3 separate regions of the Mus musculus genome follow, and regions 1 and 2 are each linked to region 3. A link is a contact called in public HiCAR-type and HiChIP or PLAC-seq data. All regions are on one chromosome and are shown on one strand. The core of a region is the stretch at or near the end of the contact, and the rest is flanking DNA. Distances in the headings are between cores, read along the strand shown.

Region 1 (4,194 bases), core at 140-2,639, 260 kb before region 3:
CACTACTTCTTAGGCAGGGGTCCAGAATTATATAAGGACCATGAAATGAACCAAGTAAAGAATCATGCACCCATTCATTTGGACTCAACTGGCAGCTTCATGCTCCTGCCATGGGCACGTCCTTGTGCCAGCATGGATGGTTACCATAAACTGTGAACTGAATAAACACTTCTCTACTGCAAGTTGTTTTTTATCAGGACATTTTGTTGTGGCAACAGAAATGAAACTAGGGAGATATCTTAGCACAGTAAATGTTTGTTTATTTCTTTTATAAAAAGGAAAGATTTATTTTATCTATGTACACGTGTTTGTGTGATTATTTGCACATGTGTCTCTGATGTGGAAAGAGTGTCTTCAGGACACCCTTCTTGTCACATGAGTGTTTCTGTTCAAACTCCAGTCCTCAAGATTACATAGAAGGCACACTTAAGCACTGAGACATCACATCTGTTCCAAAGTTCCTTTCTTGGTCTTGTAATATTATTCTCTGCTGTACAGCTTTCCTCTCTCTTGCTCTCCTTCATTGATGATATGTAAATTTGGGGGTTAAGTCAAGTGAAATGGAGGTTATAAAGGTAAAAGAAAAAAATGTGCTCTTGACTAGATAATGAGGACAAGTAGCAGAAAGAGCTGGATGGGCTTGGACACATGAGATGCCTGTAATGACAGGGAGAGAAATAAGGTACAGGTCATAAACCCAAGGAACCAGGTTGTCTTTGTAAAGCTAAAAGTGGTCCTCAGAAGAACTGGGAAGATTGTGAGGACCGAGAGCCAGCCCACCAGTGAAAGACTCTGCAGCCTCACTGACAGTGGGGTAGGACCAGGCCAAAAAAAAAAAAATCCTTTACACTGAGTGCAAATGATGTGCTTACTATGATATATATATATATATGTATATATATATATACACGTATATATATGTATATATGTGTATATGTGTATATATGTAAACATATATACATATATGTGTATATATGTGTGTATATACATATATATTTACCTTGTATAATGCTTAATTTTGCTTGTCAATTTGGCTAGACCAGAGATAAGCCACTCAGAATACTTCTAAAGTGTTTTCTTGATCTGAGTGGAGAGAACCATCCTAAAGTTCTGCAGTATCTTCTAATGACCACACACATGCCATGGCAGATGAATACCCACACTCACAGACATACACACTCACTCATTGTGTGCATGCACGCGCAAGCGCGTGCGCACACACACACACACACACACACACACACACAAATAATAAATAAAATAAGAATTAAAATGAAAAGAAGACATACTGTGTAGTGACTGAATTTTTGTTAACCTGTCTGGGTCCTGAGATGCTTTAAAAATAGCTCCAGGAAGAAAGCCAGGCTCATCTGAAGGAATGAGTCACAAAGGGCAGACCAGCAGCCGTGACTCAGAGGTATTCTGGGTGAAGGCCTGCCCTGGGTCTTCCAACCACGCCACCCACTCATCTCATATTTCCTTCTCATACGATCTGATTATTCTTTTCTCTTGCTGCCAATCAGACTTCACTTCTCTCACTCAAGCCACGGGTAATTATTTCACCCTTGACTAATTGACGGTGACAAATAGCTACTAAATTGGGTAGATAAGGGGAACAAATTTGGTGTTCTTGTCTTTCCCGGACTTTTCAGGCTGGGAGAGATTGGAATGTTCCCCTGGATTGAATTGCACAAAATTGTACCGTCAATCTTAAGGACATCCGTATGAGCTAACAAGATACAGGGACACAAAAGAAAAAAGAACACAGCAGAAAACTTCCTAACGTTTAATGTCCTAACGGCGGCAGCAGAGTACATAAAAGAGGAAAAAAATGTGTGTGTGTGTGTGTGTGTGTGTGTGTGTGTGTGTGTGTGTGTGTGCCTGCACGTGTACATAAAGCTCACAGCAAGACTGACTGTTGAGTGAGGAATTGTAAATTTATCTACAGCTTATGAACATAATCTCAGCCTAAAGTATGAGTGGGATGAAGTTCTGAGGAAGAAAACCTCTTGCTTGAAGCATGTAGAGTTGCAGTTTCCTTGTCCACAGCAGAATAAAAGTTTATTTCACTTTGTTTTGATCATAGATCATGACTTCTCCACCCTCTGCAAAAGCTCACAATCAGAAATAGCTTGAAAATAGTAGGGGGCTAGGGAAATGGCTCAGTCACTAAATGCTTGCCATCTAAACAGGATGACCTGAGTTTAAGGGCCAGGACCCATGTTAAAAAGCCTGGCATGGCTGCACGTTTGTCAACCCAGATCTGGCACATAGATAGGAGGACTCGAACGACTTGCTAACTGGCAAGTTGAGACAAATCAGTAAACTCAGGTTTATCGAGAGACCCCATCTCAAAAACTAGGGTGGAAACCTACTGAGGAAAACACCTGAAAGGCAACACATCTGACTTAGACATGCATGTATACATTATTGTACATGTGTTTGCCCACATAAATTGATAACCAACATCTTTTACATCATGGACCACTTCAGATGATGGCCCTAGAGAAGCTGAGACCATCCTAGTCTTTCATCATAGCCTCCCTTTACCTCACTTGGTCCTGTATGCTCCACCTACCAGTGGTTTGGCTAATATTTATGGTACTAAAGTGGAAGGAGTTTTTTTGAATTGATTCAGTTTAAAGCGGGATTTTGAATGTCTCATTTGATTTTAAATAAAAGCTCAGGAAATTCAGCCAGGCATCAGGTGACATGAGCAACCTTGAAGGGAACAGCTTTTTAGTAAGCCCCAACTTTTGATGTATTGTTCAACAACCACCTTAATCAGAATGTCTCTCTGGAAGCCGCCATGATTAGCAGTGACATGCTAATTGAAATGTACTTTCCCCAGTGAACCACTTAACAACTTATACAAATATCAAAGCCCTGGGCTTTACTGTCAGTCTTTGTTTGGGAATGAGAAATTTATAAAAAACATATGTTTCCAACTGTCATTGATGGAGCGTTCTGAAAACATGACCACTGAATCATATCCAACCTTCTGCAGACACCACACCAGTCAGGGTACATTTCTCTGCTCATAATGTCTCCTTCCAGAAGAAATCAACTCTGCACCAGTGTTTCATTACTGAAATGGGGGAGCTATTGGTAGTGGAGACAGGACTGAGGGAAAGAATAATCACAGTGCAAAAGCCTAGGGAGTTTTAATTCTGGTAGGTGGGCAAGAGGAACAATTAGGAGAGAAGCCATTGAACTAGTGGCCACCCAGGTAATCCTGTTACAAGGAAACCTGGGTTCTCTTTTGTGAGCTCATAGTGTCTTTGATTTAAAAGTATTAAAAGCAAGCTCAGAAGGAAGCTCTAGTACCATTTTATGACAGAGAGAAAAACAACAGAGAGAGTGAGCCACAGAGAGAGTGAGCCACAGAGTGAGTCACAGAGAGAGTGAGCCACAGAGAGTGAGCCACAGAGAGAGTGAGCCACAGAGAGGGTGAGCCACAGAGAGTGAGCCACAGAGAGGGTGAGCCACAGAGAGGGTGAGCCACAGAGAGAGTGAGCCACAGAGAGGGTGAGCCACAGAGAGAGTGAGCCACAGAGAAGGCAAACAACAGAAAATATCAGCAACTCCTGGGGAGAAAATGATAGAGAAGAGCAAGAGAAAGTCATACTTTTTGAATTAGACATGGAGGTCAGAATGCAGCTATATAAATGCAGGGAGAGAAAGGTCTTCAAAGAAACAGCAAAAAGACCCAGAGTGTGAAGGGAAGTATATGTAGGAGTCTGGCTACTATCTGAAAGGAGAGGGAGAGAGGGAGAGAGGGAGAGAGGGAGAGAGGGAGAGAGGGAGAGAGGGAGAGAGGGAGAGAGGGAGAGAGGGAGAGAGGGAGAGAGGGAGAGAGAGAGAGAGGGAGAGGGAGAGAGAGAGGGAGAGAGGGAGAGAGAGAGGGAGAGGGAGAGGGAGAGGGAGAGGGAGAGGGAGAGGGAGAGGGAGAGAGAGAGGGAGAGAGGGAGAGAGAGAGGGAGAGGGAGAGGGAGAGGGAGAGGGAGAGGGAGAGGGAGAGGGAGAGGGAGAGGGAGAGGGAGAGGGAGAGGGAGAGGGAGAGGGAGAGGGAGAGGGAGAGGGAGAGGGAGAGAACAGAAAGAAGGAAAAGGAACCTTACAATTTTTTAAATTAAAATTCAGAAAAGAGGGCAAGTTTAGCATTAATTTTCAAGCAACTGGATTAAGGGAGGGT
Region 2 (3,980 bases), core at 647-3,146, 350 kb before region 3:
TTGCAATAAGAATTAATTCTCCCCTGGTGGAGAGGAAAAGCAGACTCAATATTTTTGTCAGGAATGACCACATAGAGTTTGCATTTAAGCAATAAAGTGGTAAATGTTTGGTGGGGATTCTGAATAGGAAATTTGTGGCTTCTGGAAATGTGATTCAAGAAAAAGCCACCACTTTAAATAAAATTTCCAGTCACAAATTTGGGGGTTTGGGGAGGTCCTTGGCTGTTTCCCTAGAGAATCCTTCACGAGATTTCTGAATGTGAGTAGGAAAAAAATATATTGTCTAGCTAAAATCAGGGCTAGTAAAAGGAAGGCAAAAAAATCCACTTACTCCTCTCTGATGGTTCCAATCTTTTCTGAATGGGATATTTCGGCTGAAGGAACAACATTATAGGAAATATAAAACATGTTTGATAATACTGTGTGATATGTGCTTTATGTGCAAATGTGCATGCATATGTGTATATGTGGTGGGCATGTGTTTAATGTATATATGAATGTGATGTGTGTGTCTGAACTTGTGTGGCCATCACAGGACAACATTAGATATTGTACCTCACCTTCAGCCTTTTTCAAACAGGGTCTCTCTTTCTCTTTTGCATACACCAACCAGCCGGTCTGTGACCTTCAGGGGAATCTCTTGTGTTCACCTCTCATAGGCAGTCTGGGATTAGAGACATGCATTACCACACTTGGCTTTGCACAGGTTCTAGGGACCTAAATTGAGGTCTTCAGAATTCTGAGGCAAATACTTTAGCCCATTGGACATCTCCCCAGCCCTCCTAATTGCTTTTGACTTATGATGCCTCAACCATATCTTTCTGGAAATCAAAGGGAAAAATATCTTGTCCCCAAGCTCTCAAAGTATGTCTCACATGGCTCTTCTAGTGAGCATCAGCCTCAGCCTCTCCCTGACTTTGACTTTAGTGACCCCTGTCTGATTCAACTGATAATATCAACCTCAAAATGACCGGAATAAGAATGAGCACGTGAGGGGGCAGGGAAGTGAGCACGTGAGTTAGGTTTGCTGCAAAAGCATGAGGACCCATGCTCATATCCCTAGTGCACATGTTAAGCCAAGTGCAGTGGCATGACCTTGCAATCTAAGTATTCATATGGGGAGATGGGCAAGGAGACAGGAGTGCCCTTGGAAACTGATTGGCCAGATCATCTGGAATGTGCAATGGTGAACGGTAAACTGTCTCAAACAACGTGGAAGATCGACACTTGAGTACTGTGTTATCCCTCTGCTCACGCTCACACACCAACACACAGACACAGACACAAACATACAGATAAACAGACACACCCCTCCCACACGAGAGAGAGAGAGAGAGAGAGAGAGAGAGAGAGAGAGAGAGAGAGAGAGCTCACTGGCCAGAAGAGTCAGTACAAATGGTCTCATCTGTACCTCTTTCTCTGCAGAAGCTCTTGTGCCAGCCCTGCTTTCTTCCTGTGTAAACGGAAGGGATAATACAGATCTCACAATGACAGCATTATCTCATGTCATGACTGGTATGCAGTTGGCGCACAGTTCCTGCTCCTCTCCCATTGTTTCCTTCCAATGTTAACCAAACCTCCAAAGTTTTGGAATCCAAATGGAGTGTATCCAAATTCTCATCATCCCTCCTAGAAGGCCAAGGGTGAGGTAATGGAGGATGACCTCAGAGTCCTCCTTCCAAATCCCAGGATTCCTAGGCAGGGATGCACAATGAGTATTTTTCTCCAGGAACCCTGACCCTTGCCACACTTAATAAATCAATTAGTGAGCATGGTCCATTTATTCTACATGCTTTGGCTTGTTTTCCATCTGCTCAGTCTAAGACAGTCTTGGCCCACGAGGGGCTGTCCATCCAGAGAAGCACAGCCTTGTAAACAGAAAGTGCCATAAAGTATTACAAATATGTATTGGGTGGCAGATGTTGGAGCCAGCTCACCCTCACATCTGGAAAGAATATGCACTGTAAGATTTTTCTGAGCAATGCCTTCCCCAAAAAATCTCTGTGAAAGTGGTTAGCATTCTGAGTGTACAGAACATGGTGATGTGCTACCAGTGCCCCAAGCCCTGCTAAAGTCTACAAGTGTGCTGGCAGCTTGGCGGGCCCCTCTCCTAACTGTAACAGCAAGAAGGGGATTCTAGAGATAATTAGATTTTGTGTCTGGGTATTATACAAACATATTACTCTATGAGGACTGCATTACATCAAAGGATGGGGAAACACAACAGCTGGCCTCGGAGAAGGGGGAGAACAGCAAAGACAATGAGAGCCAGGCTGAGGAATTGGTATTGTTTGGTGAGCTGAACAGGAGACTTCCCTCTGAATGGCCTCTGCAAAGCATGCTGTCCTCCTGGCTGACAGAGCTCGGAATGAATGGCCTGTGTATTCCTGTTTTCACACAGTCCATCAGCAATAAATGAAAGGTTTGCGCTGCAGCCAAGAACAGAAAATGATGACTCTGAGTCACTCTGGGAAACCAGGATAATTTAAGCAGACTTGGGCCTCAGAGATCTCTCAATGTAATAGTCACCAGGGGCCTCCCAGGACAGCTTGTCCTCAAGGCCCACCCACTGCTGCCAGCCCAGGTTGGCCCATCCCAAGGAACTCCCAAGCTAGGGAAGGCCTTGTGCTTCTCCAACATCTGGGAAGGAATTCAGATCTGTGGCTTCTGCCTTAGTGAAGAGATACATGGTCTACAAGTGAAGGTTACAAGTAGAAGCTAGCCATTTGTGGGAAAGTCAAAGCCTGGGCTACTTTTCTATAGCAACATAGTGTGTGTGTGTGTGTGTGTGTGTGTGTGTGTGTGTGTGTGTGTGTGTGTGTGTGTGTGGTATGTGTGTGTGTGGTGTATGTGTGGCGGGGGGAGTAGGTGGGGTGTGTGTGAAAGTGTGTGGGTGTGTGGGTGTATATGTTGTGTGTATGTGTGTGGTGGTGTGTGTCTATGTGTGTATGGGGTATATGTGTGTGTAGTGTGTCTGTGTGTGTGTGTGTAGTATGTGTATGTGGTGTGTGTATATGTAGTGTGTGGGTGTGGTGTATGGGTGTGTATGTGGTGTGTGTATGTGTGTGTGTGTGTGGTGTGTCTGTGTCTGTGTATGTGTTGTGTGTCTGTGGTGTGTGTGTGTGTGTGTGTGTGTGTGTGTGTATGTGGTGTGTGTCTGTCTGTCTGTCTGTGTGTCTGTATGTGTGTGTGTATTCAGGTGTGAAAGCAAGTGTCTGGGAAATCCAAAAGAGGGTGTCAGAACCCCTAGGGCTGGAGTAACAAATGGATGTGAATACTGGGACCTGAACCATGAACCTCTACAAGGAGAGTATGCCCTCTTAACTGCTGGACCATCTCTCTAGCTCCCACCTTGTATGAAGATGGGGTTCCTCCTTCCTTAGTCCTGAGCTCATCAAGTAGGCCAGACTGGCTGGCCTATCCAGAGACCTAGCTGTCTCGGCCTCTCTAGCTCAAGAATTACATGCAAATGCCACCTTGCTCCTTACTACCCAACACATTCACCTTTTCTTAAATGTGGGAACTGGAGATTGAACTCAGATCCTGTCTGACAGACTAAATTATCTCACCCCAAACCCCACGAGTATCTTGATACAGCTAACCATTAGTAAATGAGACCACTGGGCATATCACTGTGACTTGCAGAAGGGTGACTTAGTATTTGTCAATGTGAGCAGATACTAAGCATTTCTTCATGGGTCACCCCCCACCTCCCTTGATCACTGGGGACAGCTTCAGGAACATTGCCCAGCTAGACATTCACTACAGAATTAATACTAGTTGCTTTGGCTGCTGATAACTCATTTACACCCCCCCACACACACACCTCTGTGTGTGTGCGCACATGCATGCACATGTTTGTACACATGAATGTAGTGCCTGCAGAAGCCAAAGTAGTGCCAGACACCCTGGTCCTGAAGTTGTGAGCGGTCATATATAGGAGATGGGAACAGAACTAGGGTCCTCTATAGGAACAGCAC
Region 3 (3,854 bases), core at 225-2,724:
AAAAGGGAACAAAGGTAGGGGAGAAAAAAAGAAAGAAGAAGGGAAGAGAATGGAGAGGGAAAAGATGAATGAACTAAAGTATTATGTTATATGATATATATGTGTTAAAATATTAAATGCATTTGTCAGCTCATGTGCTCAAAACCATTTGACTATTGCACCATAGATTCTTATTCACAAATCTGATATTATTCATTCATTTATTCATTTACTCAATCTCAAATATGGATATGCAGTTACTATTCTGGGTGTGGGGCCTACAGATCTGAAGAAACCAGACAGAGCCTTGATCATCTCATAGCTACCATTTAACTAACTACTCAGCATCCTGGTTTGACTGGTGTTTCTGCACGTGGGTGAGAGACTGAAGGCAAGTTCACTCTAAACCCAAGAAGACTGCCTGAGGCTTGGCCTCATGGGAAGTGAGCTGACTCATTCATTTCTGTAAGTAGCAGGCCAGATTCCCAGAAGCTGGGCGGCCAGGGTCACACGATACTGTGAAGTGTCAGGCTGATGAGATAACACTTGCCACACAAGTGTGAGGCGCTGCATTCAGATCCCCTCGCCCATATGAAAAGTTGGGCTTGGAGTTACCTGCCTACACTCCCAGCACTTGATAGGCAGAGGCAAAGGATGACTGGGTCTCCCAGTCAGCCAGTCTGGACAAATCTCTGAGCTCCAGGTTTAGGGTGAGACCCTATCTCAACAAATAAGGTGGAGAGAAATTGAGGAAGATGTCTGGCATTGACCTCTGACCTTCATAAATGTGCACACACACACACACACACACACACACACACATACACACCCCTTTGAGCTTCTTTGCAGCTATCACTGCAGCTGGATGCTTTGTTCCTGAGGATCCCGACCCAGTTCCTGGAGCCAGCAGGAGCATAGTTTCCTCCAGGCCCCCGTGGTATTCTTACCGGCCATACTGGGGATTACACAGCCTTGAACTGACTCCCCGACAGCTTGCCTTAAAGTTGAGTCTATCCCAAAACGCTTGGCTCCAGCTCCACCTCATGACTTTTTCTAGCTGACGGATATGTTTCCAGCACAAGAGAGGTGCTGACAGCTCTTGTCATCTCTGGGGACTCAGACCTTCGCCAATATTCTGTCCCTCCCTGCTCTGAGACAGACTTCATGTCCCAGTGCCCATTAATATAAAACAAAACAAAAGGCCAGCTGGGCCTTCCAATGTTGCACAGCCTCCCTCCCTTTCTTCTTGATCTTCCACAAGCATCAGGACCTAGACTGGAGTCCCTGGGGATCAGTACCAGGCAGGTTGTGGGAACCAAAAAAGCATCTGCATGAGGGTAGGGAGATGGCTCTTTCAGTGATGTACTTACCATGCAAGACCTCTGTTTACATCTCCAGCACCCTCGTTAAAAAGCCAAGTATGGTAGTAGATGCTTATACGAGGGAGGCAGAAACAGGCCAGCCAGCCTAGCTGAATCAGAGAGCTACAGGTCCTTAAGAAACCCAGTCTCAAAGGTGGACAGTGCCTGGAAGGAGAGGACAGCTAAGGCTGTCCTCTGGCTTCTACATAAACATGTGGACACACACATACAGACAGACACACGTACACACACACACATACACACATTCTCTTTCAGGGTTATTGAAGAGACCCAAATTTCCCTTGGATTTCCCTGCTCAGCCCCTCCTCAGAATCAGTCCTCAGTCTTGAAAGGAATGCAGAGGACAGAAGGGTGACTCAGAAGATGGTGGCCTAGTCATCTGCTTCCCATTGTGGACTGCATTTTTCACATGTTACTGGGTGAAGTTAGCAACTGCTAGAAATAGAACAGAGAGATAAAGGGGGAAGAAGGGGGAGAATCTCAAGTTCTCTGGAGAAATCGGCCTGGATTCAGGACTTTGGTGTTACGGGGAAAGTCATCCTGCTTTGAACAGCTCTTTCTGACTCACATGTTGGCAAAGAATGTGCCGACCAGATAACTCCCTCCCCTCCCCCCGCCTGAAGCTGCGCTGCTGAAATCTGAACTCGTTCTAGTCGTCCTTGCTGACTTGTGAAAGAGATCTCTCTATATTCATTTGGGCTCACGCGTGTCACATGATCCCAATACATTCCAAATGCTAGGCTACAAGATTACTACTTAACCAAGGACAAACCAACAGGAATTTTAATCAAGACAATATCCAATAATGAATAAAGATGGAATGTTTTTTGGAGGAGATCCAGGATACACATTTGGGAATTTTTAATCTTGCTCGTCTTTGAATCTGGCAGAAATATTTTAAACTTTTCTGACCATGCCACTGCAGGCTGGATCCAGAAACCAGCTCTATCTAAGGTATTGAAGTATTTCATCTGCTCAGACATCGAATTTTCCAAACCCAAGCCAGTAATTGATACCAGATTAACTCAAATATGAATCAGCAGTCAAGTTCCTTTAAGTGCAATGTTTAAGATGAATTATTTTATGATACAAAAGATAAAAACCATCAAGATGATAGTGATCAGAACCTGACAGGAATGGCTGTGTCTTAGAAGTACTTTCCTTTGTTGTTTGTGTTCAGGACTGGCTTATCTGTGATAGTCCATCTGATTACTTAATTAAACCAAACTCAGTTATTGGAGGCCAAGTACTAAAGGGTGTTTGCCAGGCATGGTAGCACACGCCTGTAAGCTCAGGATTTAGCAGGCTGGAGGAAGAGGGTAATCATAGCCTGGGACAGTGTGAGAGTCGGGATCAGAAATGACAAATACTTCTGAATTGACACTAAACATACAGGATGCCTTTTAATAATTATTATTATAATAATTATAATCAGACCTGGAGAGATGGGTCTGTGGGTAAAGTGCTTGTCAAGGACCCACACTTGAATCCCTGGCTCCCATTAAAAAACCCAGGAGTGTCACTGCATACCTGAAGGCTCATACCTGGGGACAGTGGGGATAGGAGGTTCTCTGGGGCTTGCTGCCCAGCCATTGGAGCTAATTGGTGAGCCCCAGATTCAATGAGAGACTGTCTCAAAAGAGGAAAATAATGGTAGAGAGAGATTGAAGAAGACACCCAACATTGACCTCTGATCTCTATAAACACTGGCATACATATACAGGCATATGCACACACATACTTTTTAAAATAGTTCTTATAATTAGCTGCAGCCTGCCTCAAAAGCGATTTCACTGCTATTTCCATTGTTCTGAAGAGAATTATGAGGGTAATAAGGCCATGAGTATTTAAAGATTTTAGTACTTCATTGGGTGGAGCTTTCCCACACCCACAGCATCCCAACCTCCATCGCTAAATGGAAGCACGCATTTCTGCTCAAAAGGCTGCTCTGAGTGCTGATATCTTTGAAAGAGGCCAAGTACCTGAGCAGTTCCAACTACACAGGAGACTGAGGCAGGAGAATTAGTACTTGAGCCCAACAGTTCAGGGCCAGCCTAGGCAACATAGTGAGACCTGAGCACCGCCTCCTCCCAGTAAATATCAGAGGAATAGGGAGAAAAAGGAAGAGGAAGAGGAGAGGGAAAAGGCATAGGAAAAGAATTCGGGGGACGAGGAAGAGGAGGAGGAGGATAAGGGATAGGAAAGGAATGGAGGGGAGGAGAAAATGGAAAGAGAGGAAGAAAGGGAAGAGAAGTAAGGGGAAGGTTAGGGATGGAAGAGGAAAGGAGGAAGAGGAAGGAAGGGGAGAAAAGAGAGGAATGAAGGAAAAAGGAACAAAGGGGAGGGGAGAGAGGGAGGAGAGGGAATGGGGTAGGGAAGGGAAGGAAGGGGAAAGAAAGCTTACATTTGGAGGAAAGATGCTGAATCTGGGCCCAGGTTAAGTGGCATGCTACACTGCAGGGAAAGGCATCTTAGAGACTATGAGACAGATCA

Evidence for each region. HiCAR-type assays count read pairs that join an accessible place to other places. HiChIP or PLAC-seq counts read pairs in DNA pulled down with a chosen protein or histone mark.
Region 1: a contact with region 3 is called in an H3K27ac HiChIP or PLAC-seq map of the NIH/3T3 cell line, with 3 times the contacts expected there. The contact joins two enhancer-like sites. A contact is called at or near these places in 1 of 15 datasets of contacts at CTCF or cohesin (the NIH/3T3 cell line), 9 of 484 Hi-C or Micro-C datasets (the C2C12 cell line, the HL-1 cell line, adipose-derived mesenchymal stem cells and 6 more) and 6 of 115 datasets of contacts at active chromatin or transcription factors (the 3134 cell line, the NIH/3T3 cell line, embryonic fibroblasts and 3 more).
Region 2: a HiCAR-type map of fibro-adipogenic progenitors shows a contact between it and region 3, with 2.8 times the contacts expected there. The contact joins two enhancer-like sites. A contact is called at or near these places in 1 of 15 datasets of contacts at CTCF or cohesin (the NIH/3T3 cell line), 4 of 115 datasets of contacts at active chromatin or transcription factors (the NIH/3T3 cell line, embryonic stem cells and fibro-adipogenic progenitors) and 1 of 9 other capture datasets (embryonic stem cells).

The regions. Positions count from the first base shown.
Region 1 is chr1:121,011,521-121,015,714 of GRCm38.p6, reverse strand. No RefSeq gene overlaps it. Among named protein-coding and RNA genes, the nearest start is that of Gm34698, 20 kb to the right of the region's middle. Within about 2 kb of position 1,389, at least 49 of the 459 cell types and tissues checked have an H3K27ac peak or open chromatin away from gene starts, as enhancers often do. A contact at or near this core is called in the C2C12 cell line, the NIH/3T3 cell line, muscle stem cells and 2 more, where this site is marked.
Region 2 is chr1:121,110,442-121,114,421 of GRCm38.p6, reverse strand. The region is part of intron 2 of Celrr (cerebellum expressed regulatory RNA); the gene reads right to left. Among named protein-coding and RNA genes, the nearest start is that of Celrr, 25 kb to the right of the region's middle. Within about 2 kb of position 1,896, at least 50 of the 459 cell types and tissues checked have an H3K27ac peak or open chromatin away from gene starts, as enhancers often do. A contact at or near this core is called in the NIH/3T3 cell line and fibro-adipogenic progenitors, where this site is marked.
Region 3 is chr1:120,755,566-120,759,419 of GRCm38.p6, reverse strand. All of the region lies in intron 2 of 2610027F03Rik (a long non-coding RNA gene), which reads right to left. Among named protein-coding and RNA genes, the nearest start is that of Gm29345, 49 kb to the left of the region's middle. Within about 2 kb of position 1,474, at least 87 of the 459 cell types and tissues checked have an H3K27ac peak or open chromatin away from gene starts, as enhancers often do. A contact at or near this core is called in the C2C12 cell line, the NIH/3T3 cell line, fibro-adipogenic progenitors and 3 more, where this site is marked.